Regions from separate parts of the Rattus norvegicus genome. Here region 2 is linked to region 1. Evidence: chromatin contacts called from public Hi-C data. All regions are on one chromosome and are shown on one strand. Each heading gives the region's core, a stretch centred on a gene start, on an enhancer-like site or on the middle of the called end of the contact. The rest is flanking DNA. Distances are from core to core; before and after follow the strand shown. Region 1 holds the start of Ltbp2 (latent transforming growth factor beta binding protein 2). Region 2 overlaps Arel1 (apoptosis resistant E3 ubiquitin protein ligase 1).

Region 1 (5,581 bases), core at 1,701-4,200:
ACATCAGAACATTCTGAAGAGAGGTATAGGACACAGTTAAAGGATAGAGTTAGTCAGGGAGAGAACACACTGGTCACCTTAGTAGACAGGGCTGAGGTTTCCCTGAGCCTGAGGACACTTCTAGTGCAGGCCATCCTCTGTCAGAAGAGGGGATGTTATGACTGCTGTCATTCACCTGGTGCTTGGGCAATCGCTGGCTATTACAGATCCCCCTAGGTACCAAGGTACAGTAAGAAAGTTCTTGGCAGATCCCAACACGCATCTTTAGGAACTTAGCAGCTTTGCTAGAACAGAGTACGTGGTAGAGAAGTAGGATGCTGCCACCTTACTGCGTGACTGGCACGTCTCTTAGGGCAAGAGATGCAGGATTGTCAAAAAAGTTGGTCAAAGACGAATTTGTTATCACACACACACACACACACACACACACACACACACACACACACACACCGAAGAGCCCACACATGCCTATGATAGAGCTGACCAATTGCTTGGGCATCAGCTAAATAAGACTGTGTTACAGGGCTGGGGATTTAGCTCAGTGGTAGAGCGCTTACCTAGGAAGCGCAAGGCCCTGGGTTCGGTCCCCAGCTCCGAAAAAAAGAACCAAAAAAAAAAAAAAAAAAAAGACTGTGTTACTCCTTCTCTGACACTTCCTGTGGAACCATGACCCTGGAGAGCCACAGGGTGAAAGGAGAGTGTGAAGAACAGGTCCCATCCCATTTCCCAGGATAGGCCTACAGCTCTTGGGTGCAGATACAGCAGGGAGAGGAAGAGGATTAAACAGGATATGATTTTGATCGAATTGAATGAGCTTTCAACCTGAACGGGAGCAGGCTCTTTAGGTCTAAAGTTGATCTTAGTTAGAAAGGCTGTTGTTCTTGTATCTGGTAGAAATAGGAAAGCCAAAGACCGTGCCTGGTATGTAGTAAGTAGAAACAATGGCGCTAGAGAGAGGCTCGGTGGGGAAGAGCTGCTCTTCCAGAGCACCCTAATTCAGTTCCCAGCCACCTCAGGTGACTCACGACCACCTGTAAGTCCTGCTCCAGGGGATCCTGTACCACTGGCTTCCAGAGGTCCCTGCACTCATGTGCACGTACCCATATGTACACACCCACACGCCTACACATAACTGAAAGTAATTTTAAAAATATGTTTTTAAAAGAGTAGGGAAGATCTGAGAGGTGGCGAATATGCCTTTAATCGCAGCATTCAGGGGGCAGGAGAATCTCTGAGTTGAAGGCCAGCTTGGTTTACAGAGGGAACATCCAGGGCTCCACAGAGAAACTCTGCCTTGAAAGACCAAAACCAAAACCAAACCAAACCAAACCAAACAACAACCAAGACCAAACCAAACCAAAACAACAACGAAGAAGCCCCAAGAAATGATTCCTCTTTGTAAGTGGGTACTCTTGGGTATTTCCTCACAGGAATGGGAAGCTGAACAGCACACATGGCCACTCTCGGGGCTGACGTTTGCTCTGTGAGGTGACATGAAGAGGCGGCCCTGAAGATCTCTTGGAGGCGAATACTCCAGGTAGAGAGATGAGGCATCGCAGTGGAGCAAATGTTTGCCTAGCAGAGACGACGGCCAGTGAGGGTCCTGTGAGTGAGAGTAAGCTCGGATCGGACAGAGAACCAGCTGGGCGGGGAGGATTCCGCAGGCCAGTGTCAAGTATTGAGGCTTTCTTCTCCTATTAGGTATTGCTTAGGTTCCTGGGAGGGGGGAGGCTGGTACGGGAAGTTGGAATGGGTGTCTTTTACCGGTTCTTTCATCCTGTCTCCTTAGGAAGCAGTAAATTGTGAAAACTCTTCCAGGAAAGCCATATATGCCTAGGCTTTGGGGCAGGGAACAAAAGGAAGAAGGTAGATTTGACAGAAAATTCAGTTGTGAGACAACCGATATTCCTGTCTCCATCGGTACAAGAAGATGTGAGAACCCAGCCCAACAGGGATCAATCAAAGACTCATGCAGTCTCCTTGGGGCAAATCCTCCAAGTAATGAGTGGCTGTGATAGGAAGTCTAGCTAGAGTAGACTGTGGGCCAGAGGCCACTGGCCTGGGTTTTAATTCCGTCTTTAGCAATGCTCTCCTTCAGTCACCTTATTCAAGAGGCTCCATGTCTGCCTCTGTGGAAAGAGAACACCTCTTCCAGAGGGCAGCCACCATCACCATAGGATCAGGCCAAGGCTAGACGCCACAGGAAACAGATTAAGATCTAGGAGCTAAGCCCTCTGGCAGAGTGTCACTACAAGACACGGTTGCCAAGGATGAGGCCAGCTCCACTAGGGGGCGCGCGCCCCAAGTTGACCTTCCCCATAGGCAATCGACTCCTGGGTGCTGCCCCAGGGACACCTGCATTCTCGCCTAGCATCCCCAGTGGTCAGAGGAGGAAGCGTCGAGACCAGGCGCGCATGCCTCAGGCTCGGTCCCCATTACTTTGGTCTGGGTACCTTCCCCAGCTTCCTTCAGGTCTGAGAAGCAGCCTTGTTCATCTTAGTCCGTGAGGTCAGGAGCAGAAAATGCATCCAGGACAGGTGGACAACTTGAGCTTGCTCAGGACAGGAGAAAGGAGGCTCAGGTGCGCTTGTCCAGGCAGACGCCATCTGTCTTTCCAGTCTCCGGGTCTGCTCTGCGTCGCCCGCAGCTCCTCACGGGTTAATCCCCTCGCCGCCCGCTCGCTTCTCGGTGCCAAAGAGGGTGTTGCTGGAATTCTTGTCTCCCGTAATAAGGGGGCCGAGCTGTCCCTCCAAGGAGGGGGGGCATGGCGTGGATAAAAGAGACGAAAAAGCAGGGGGCGGTTTCCAAAAATAAAACCCTCCGGTTCCCCTTCAGACGGCGGCAGTGCGGACGCGAAGGTGCGGCAGACTCGGGCTCGGTGCGCAGCCCGGGCAGCTCACGCCATACAGTCCTTGCCTGGGAACCCCCGGACCCCAAGACGTCTGTTTCAGAGGTCCCCTAGACGGGAAGGGGCACGCCGCCAGGCGGGACTGTGGAGCGAACGATGGAGAGCACCTCCCTGCGAGGTCTCCGGTGCCCACAGCTCTGCAGCCACTCTGGCGCCATGAGGGCGCCGACCACCGTCCGCTGCTCCGGACGCATCCAAAGGGCGCGTTGGAGGGGCTTCCTGCCACTTGTCCTGGCTCTCTTGATGGGGACAAGTCATGCCCAAAGGGATTCCGTGGGGAGATACGAACCAGCTAGCCGGGATGCCAATCGGTTGTGGCGCCCCGTGGGCAACCACCCCGCAGCGGCTGCAGCCAAGGTGTACAGTCTGTTCCGAGAGCCCGACGCGCCGGTCCCCGGCTTGTCGCCCTCTGAGTGGAATCAGCCGGGCCAGGGGATCCCTGGGAGGCTCGCAGAGGCCGAGGCCAGGAGACCGTCCCGAGCCCAGCAGCTGCGTCGAGTCCAGTCACCTGTCCAGACTCGGAGAAGCAATCCCCGAGGCCAGCAGCCACCAGCAGCCCGGACCGCACATTCCGTCGTGCGCCTGGCGACCCCTCAGCGACCCGCGGCTGCACGCCGAGGGCGGCTCACCGGGTGAGCACTGGAGAGAGAATTGGGGCGGGGGATGCGGGGATACTGGACGGTCATGCCTTTAGTGGAGCGGGACAGAGGAGAGTCCTGTTCCTTTGTCCTCAGTAATGTAGAGAAACCATCCCGAGGTTCCGAAGCCGGGGCTCGGGACCAGCTTTCAGAAAGTTATTTTTGGGGAGAATAAATCTACTATCCTTTCCCTTGGACACCAGTTCACCGGGAACCCCGACGTTAGGCTCTTGTGCGTTTCTAACGCGTTCTGTGCTGGGCTAACGAGCTCTCGTAGTTGCTGGGTGGGCGCTCTGGGGCTCTTGAGGCCCAGGGAAGGTTAAACTGGCTCGGGGCGCCAGTAGGTGGAGGATCGGGGCGGGGGAGTGGGGACACCAGGGCGCGAAGACAGAAGCATCTCCAGGAAGGGGCTGACAGCGAAGCAGGCGCGCCAAGACAAGTGTATGGTCCGGGCTCAGGTCTGCTGGGACACGCAGAGGGCTTAGGCATGGGTTTAGGAGCTCTGTGGAGGGGAGGCTGCGCTGTGCGAGGGACTGGGTCTGTGTGTGCCAGTAAGACTATATGTCAGCGTTGTTTGCGCATTTTGAAAGGCCACGCCTCACTCCAACTCTTCCTTATTATTTTGCACCACTCACTGTGAGCCCCGGACTCTATTACTACAGGAGGCCCCCTTCCAGCCCCAACAACGCTCTGCCCAGAATTTAATGACTGCTAGGTTAGGGACCTCTCCCCAGTATCCAGGTGTCTCTGGAGTGAGAGCACAGAAGCCTGGCAATACCGGACTGGGCAGGGCGCCATTGGTTAGTCTAGGAGGGGCTTTGGTAGCCCTCGGCCGGATCCTGGTTTACCTGTCCACTGTAGTCCCAGGTAACAGTCCCGATGCGTGTACACCGAGTTCCACTACAGAGGATCTTCCGCCTCCTGCTCTGCGCAATGCTCTTCTCTTGCCTGCAGCGGTCTTCTCCTGTATTTTAGCAGAATTCACCGTGCCTCATCCTTTCCCCGCCCTCACCCTGCCTTATGCTTTTCTTTCAGCATTTATCCCCCTCACATATTTCTATTTCTGCGTATGGGCTCAGACTTATACAAGTTCTACTTAAGCAGGGTTTTGTTTGCTTCTGTGTTCCCAGCAGATCAGTGCCTGCACGTAGCTGGCCCTCTCTGAGTCTAAATGGACTCCCTGTTAACCTTCCGAGGCCTAACCTAAAGTCTTCAGGGCACAGAGCTGCCTGCTGCCAAGTGCCTCCTGCAGAGGGCCATTTGAGGAGAGTTCACCTGCCCTGTTTCCGCTCTCCCCTCTATCCTGACTTGTGTAGGCAGCTCCGTGATTACTTGTGCTGAACATGGGAGAGAGAGCAGAGACCCACAGAATACAAATCCTGCTGGAGGGGAAGTCAGTTTCTTAAAATCAAGTTGGAGGCATGAATGATGGTGAACGTGTTTCTAAAAGCAGGGGACATGTTCTGATAAGTGCAATGGAGCAGTACAACGTAGTGGAGAGGCTCAGGGAAGAGACAGTGTGACCGGGACCCTTGAGCATAGATGAGGAAGGAGATGGCCAAAGTAGCACCTGGAGATGAGGCTGTCGTGCAGGCTTAACATTGACTCAGAACTAGGGCTTTTCACTGTTAGTGTTTGCCCAGGGGGAAGAATGAAGCCTTGGTATAGGGGAGCCAGGGGGCTGAGGCTGAGATGAAGTTTGGCTGTTATGGGGAGGGGGTGGTTATGCTGCAGGCTTTTGTGCGCATGAGCGCCTGCGCATATGTGCGTGCATGTGTGTGTTGGATGGTGCTGCTGTTAGAAGTCATAAAGGGAGGCAAAGCAGACTGTCACCAGGGCAAAGCTGGCAGCTATGACCAGGTGTGTAAATTGTGGGCACCTGCTGTATACACAGGTACACACCTGTGCTGGAGCCGGCGCCTCAGTTTTGTCTCCTGCAGCCTTAGTAGATAGATGTTGAGTTCTTCTGACATCCCTTTCATCTCTTGGGAAGGGGCCCGAGTGACAAAATTATTCCTTAACTTCAATCCAAGTC
Region 2 (5,581 bases), core at 1,573-4,072, 48 kb before region 1:
CTATACTTGCAAATGTTTGTTACAGTGAGTCATTGCAATGATTTGAGGCCTCTGGCTTCTGCTACACAATTAATACTGGATCCTCACTGGGACTCTTCTTGGATATCCTGTTGTTCCCCTGTGTCATGGAGATCCTGCAGCTTTGGATCTGTAGGACCAGCCCCTTCATGTGTTCCAGCAGTTCAGAGATGGGGTAGGTGTTGGGGTGTGCCAACTCAAAGCCCTGCTTCTAGACTTGGTGGCCCTCGGAGGCAGCATAGGCCAGGACCTCACCCTGGCCTTAGGTGGCATTCCTGGCTACTCACATCAGGCTGTTGTTTCTGGCTAAGCTGGTCAGCCCACCAGCTCTCCTGTACCCACACCTCTAGGGCCAGCTCTCCATCAGTGCCCCAGCTAGCTCATACAATACTGAGGCCGGCAAGGGATAGAGGCAGTTTTCCCACTCTCATGTTCTCAGGGCCAGTTTGCTCACACCCATGCTAGCAAGGCCAACTCACTTTGCTGCCAAGGTGAGGTGCAGGGCCTGCTCTCCTGGGTGCTGCCGCCAGAGGGCCAGGACCAGCTCTCCCACATTCAGGTCCTCAGGACTGATTCACCTGCACACCCGCTCCACCCTCCACCACCATAACCAGGGCCAGCACTTGTGGGCTTCCTGGGAGAGGTTGGGGCGCAGCTTTCCCACCATGCCCTCAAGCTGGCAGGCAGCTCTGCACAGCCCTTAGACATCAGCTTGGTTCGATGAGGCAGCCCAGACCAGGAGTGTTCACCTAGCCTTTGGTGGTGACATACTCATTCTGCTGTAGGGCCATGGACCCAGACATGGCCCTCGGAGGCAGCATAGGCCAGGACCTCACCCTGACCTTAGGTGACATTCCTGGCTACTCACATCAGGCTGGCTGTTCCTGGCGTCTCCAGTTCCACCTGTCTACACTGTGCCCACATCCTCTGTGTCTCTTTCTCTTCCCTCTCTCCACCACTTTCCTGCTGATCTTACTGGCACACAGGGCTTCTAGGTGTCTGGGGTCATCTCAGGAGTGCTATGCCCTGCCAGTGCCATGTGGCACCAGGCAGGGGTCGTCTTGGGTGTGGTCTGCCCACCTGGGCTACATGGAGCCGGTTGGGGTTGTCTCTGGTATGGTCGTCCCTAATTTTTTAAATAATGAATTTCTGCTGGAGATCTGTGTATTTGAACTTAAGATAATGTCAGTGAGTTTTACTTGTGTGCCATCTATCACTTCCACGTAGTGGTTAGCTCAGTGGGCAGTGGTGGTGCTCCTGAGGGTCTGTCTTTAGAAGCTGGGGGAAGCCAGCCGTCATCCTAACAGTTTTCTTCCTCGCTCTGCTTTTCAGTCTTTGAAGGCCACTCGGAACTTTTCCATCTCAGATTGGAGCAAGAACTTTGAAGTGGTTTTCCAGGATGAAGAAGGTGGGTTTTGAAGTTTTGTTTTATCCTTTTAATTCTCCTTCCTACTTCTACTCTCTAAAAAAGTTCAGACCAGCCCCTTCAAGCTCCCCCAAAGACCCAGCTTCTGTGAAGAAGCCTGGCTGGATGGTGTGGTGGAGTTTAGAGAGCAGAGACATGGGGGCAAGTGCTTACAGTTCGCGCTAGAAGGACAGAATAACCACTGGAGATGCGGAGTGTCCTTTTCCTGGATCTCTGACCTTTTGTGTTTCTGTTAGCTTAGTGATCAGAATACCTTGGAATCTACAGAAAGAAGTGGGATTTCAAGAAGAGTTCATATGTAGGTGAGCTGCATCGGAGAAACAGGTAGTGAACTAGAGAGAAGGAGCGGGAGACTATTAAGTGGTGATTAGAGGAAGAAAAGTCATCGTTGGTGATGTAAGCCAGCATCACTTTTAATTTTCATTATGCTTTTCAGCTTTGGATTGGGGAGGGCCTCGCCGGGAATGGTTTGAGCTAATCTGCAAAGCACTGTTTGATACCACCAGTCAGCTCTTCACCCGGTTCAGTGACAACAACCAAGCACTAGTGAGTCTGTGCCTTCCCCGTGGGTGGCGGGTGGAAAGCTGCTGCACTGAATACAAAGAGGTTCACACAGCTGACCCTGGAGGCTAGACAGCTTGAAATTGCTCTTTTTTTTTTTTTTTTTTTTTACTGAATTTCTTTTATTTACATTTCAAATGTTATCCTCTTTCCAGTTTCTCATCCATAAGCCCCCTATCCCATCTCCCCTCCCCCTTCTTCTATGAAACTGTTTCCCCTACTCCTGCCCTGACATTCCCCTACACTGGGGGTCCAGCCTTGGCAGGACCAAGGACTTCTCCTACCATTGATGTCCAGTAAGGCCATTTGCAGCTGGAGCCATGGGTCTGTTGATTTTTGCTCTTAATGTGCTGTTTGTAATGAGCTAATCAAGCTACCTACCTTTTATTTGACTCCCATTATTTCATCTGTAGAATGGGAACATATAGTTGAGCACTGGCTAAGAGCGTTCATTACATTGTGACTTTATTCACTTATAATAATTAAGCTATTATCTAAAGAAAAAGCTTGAGGCAGTTGATTTCTGTATTAGATCTCTGACTAGAAAGAAGTCACAGGTAGTACATGACTGTTTGAAAAGAGCTCTCCTTTAGGGACAGGCATCAAATCATCTGTACTCAAGTCAACTAAGGACCACAAACTAATCTAAGGTTCTTCAGTGGCCATTGTCCTCCAGTCACTTTAAATCACACCAGGTGTCTGTTCTGTGATCCTTCAACTGAAATTTTATTCCCTTTGCATTGGGTATGAGTCAGCTTTCTGTTACCATAATAAATGCCCGAGACAGTCAGCTTCTAAAGAGAGAATGTTTAGTCACCACAGACTTTTAGAGGCTTCAGTTTATGGCTGGTTGGCCTCCTTGCTTTTGGGTTTGTGGTGGTGCAGCACATCATAGTGGCAGAGTATGGCAAGATCATTCACCTCAGGGCTGGGTCATAAAAGGCAGAGGTAAAGAGACGAGGCAATTCTCTTCCAGGGCATACCTCAGTAGCCTGAGTCCTACTCATGACGCTCTGGGCTGCGAACCAAAGCTTGCAAATATATACACCTTTGGGAGACATTCCAGGTCCAAATTGCAATCCATAGAATTTGGGGTTTTTCCAGAACTTGCTAGAATGGATGAAAACAAGTCAAAGGCCTTTCATTTCTCTCTTGGACAGGTGCATCCTAACCCTAATCGCCCGGCTCACCTGCGCTTGAAGATGTATGAGTTTGCAGGGCGGCTGGTGGGCAAGTGTTTGTATGAATCCTCTCTAGGAGGAGCCTACAAGCAGTTGGTCCGTGCCCGTTTCACTCGGTCTTTCCTGGCCCAAATCATAGGACTACGTATGCATTACAAGGTAATACGTTAGGTGTGCATTTTCACTCAGACAGGCTAGCTGTCTGCTTTGGGATCTTTCCACATGCGATAGTTTTCTAAAGTACTTCTTTCCCTTTATTATTTTTTAAGATTTATTTTTATTCTGTATGTATGTATGTATATATGTATCTATGTTTTGCCTGCTTTATGTATATGCACCAAATACATCCTTGGTGCCCATTGAGTCAGAAGAAAGCATGGGGTTCCCTGGATCTGGAGTTACAGATAGATATGAGCTTACATTTGGGTTCTGGGAACAGAACACGGGTCCTCTGGAAGAGCAGCCAGTGTACTTAACCTCTGAGCCATCTCTTCAGCCCCCTGAGCTGATTATTTTTTTAAGGTTGAAGGTGTAAGGGGTGTCAAGCAGTCGAAGTTTCATTCGTGGCAAAAGAGTGTTCATGTACTTCTGTGTCTTCCTATCTCCTCAGTACTTTGAAACAGATGACCCAGAATTCTATAAATCCAAAGTATGTTTTATCCTCAACAATGACATGAGTGAGATGGAGCTGGTCTTTGCAGAAGAGAAATACAACAAATCAGGTCAACTAGATAAGGTGAGAGAGACCAGGAGGGGTAAGTCCCTACAGCCCACGCCCCCTAAGGCAGCACGGGTAGGACTTGCTACAGTGAAGACTACAGAGACTAACATGCTAATGAGGCATCCTTGCCTAAGGGGGTTTGGGAGGGTTGACTGTCAGTGATGAGCAGTTGTACTGTAGGTGCCTGATTCTTTGTTTAACACAATGGCTCTACACAGTAAAACTCTTTTTGTTGTTCTTGTTGGGTTGGTTTGGTTTGGTTTTGAGACAGGGTCTTACTGTGTAGCTCAGGCTGGCCTTGAATTTGGTACAGACCAGGCTGGCTTTGACTGACAGGAATCCACAGCCTCTGCCTCCTGAGTGCCGAGATTACTGGCTAGATATATATTTGTTGCAAATATGTTTTTGTTATGTTGTGGAGTTAGGCAGTATTACCTGATAATAGTGAAGCTAGTCATAATAATAATAGATAATTAAACCTCATTAGCTTTGATACTGCCACTGCAATACTAGGTTATCAATATGTGATTAAAAGGAAGGTAGCAATGACTGCGAAGATGTGGCAGCTGAGTGTGAAGACCCACTTTGATATCAGCACTTGGGAGCAGAGGCAGGTGGATATATCTGTGTGAGTTTGAGGCCAGCTTGGTCTACATACAGAGGCCCTATCTCAAGAGAACAAAACTAAATGCTCTGTTGCAGAAGCTAGGAGTGCCAGCGTTCTGCCTTTGTACTAGTGAGGTCTGTCTGTGTTGCCTCGTGAAGTGACGTAACAAAGCCGCTAGTGAACAGAGTTGTGCTGCAGTTCGTGGCCATAAAGACAGCAGCAGGATGTTTGCCTGCAAGATTCTTAGTAGATTAAGATAGTAGATCTTTTTTCTATAATTACGGATATTATATTACTGCTATAATTTGGTGTGTTTTTGTGAATAAGCTCTTCTAGCTATGGGCTAAGAAATGTTATTGAGATTTATTCATATCCGTACAATTGAAATGTTATAAGGTCCTCAAAATATCTGATCTCACAACTAATGGAGGTGCTCATTCACCTACGAAGACAACTCTGGTTTCCATACAGACTCTCCAGGGCAATTGTTAATGCTTTGGGACTTCTTCAAATGCCCCTTGGTAGTTGTTTATTGAGTGTCAGTGTGTTTATTAATTGATTGTGACTTAGGAAGCTTGTTTGGCTTTTCTTTGCAGATAGACAAATCGCAGACAAATGAGCAGCAGTTAATAGCCTGGAGTTCTGTAGCAAGTTAGTGTCAGGGCGGAGTTTCCGATGCCAAATCTCCTAGTATCAGGCCGTTTGTTCTTTCCATCTGTGGACTTGGGAGGGAGAAGAATGTGGGAACAGCTGTTTCCCCAGTAGAGTTTCAGAGATATGAAAGAGCTTCTTCGAGAAAAGGCCATTAGTGATTTAATTAAGGGAGAATTAAAGTATTGCTAACAAGAGACCATAATACCTTCCTGTTGCATCACCACGGGGTCACTGCCTGAGAGAAAACCCTGCTTAATGCCCACTTTGGAAGTCGTAGCTAGTAGAGTGTGGAAGTGGTGGTGTGAGCCCTGAAGGTCAGTAACGGAAAGTAAAAGCAAGTGTGTTAAAAAGACAAACACAGACTTTTGAGGGACTCCAGTTACTGCTTGTAGAACATTTCAGGCTGATACAGC

What was found. Hi-C and Micro-C count contacts between places; a contact is called where the count stands out from the background.
Region 2: a contact with region 1 is called in a Hi-C map of the A7r5 cell line, with 2.6 times the contacts expected there. The contact joins the enhancer-like site here to the promoter of Ltbp2 in region 1. A contact is called at or near these places in 4 of 12 Hi-C or Micro-C datasets (the A7r5 cell line, the Rat2 cell line, mammary epithelial cells and 1 more).

What each region holds. Positions count from the first base shown.
Region 1 is chr6:110,254,667-110,260,247 of GRCr8, reverse strand. It overlaps Ltbp2 (latent transforming growth factor beta binding protein 2), which reads left to right and starts at 2,950. Exons shown (of 35, transcript NM_021586.2): 1 at 2,950-3,540. The coding sequence starts at 3,005.
Region 2 is chr6:110,302,207-110,307,787 of GRCr8, reverse strand. It overlaps Arel1 (apoptosis resistant E3 ubiquitin protein ligase 1), which reads left to right. Exons shown (of 19, transcript NM_001106744.1): 11 at 1,351-1,426; 12 at 1,881-1,990; 13 at 3,166-3,345; 14 at 3,797-3,922. Among named protein-coding and RNA genes, the nearest start is that of Arel1, 20 kb to the left of the region's middle. Within about 2 kb of position 2,822, at least 3 of the 93 cell types and tissues checked have an H3K27ac peak or open chromatin away from gene starts, as enhancers often do. A contact at or near this core is called in the A7r5 cell line, where this site is marked.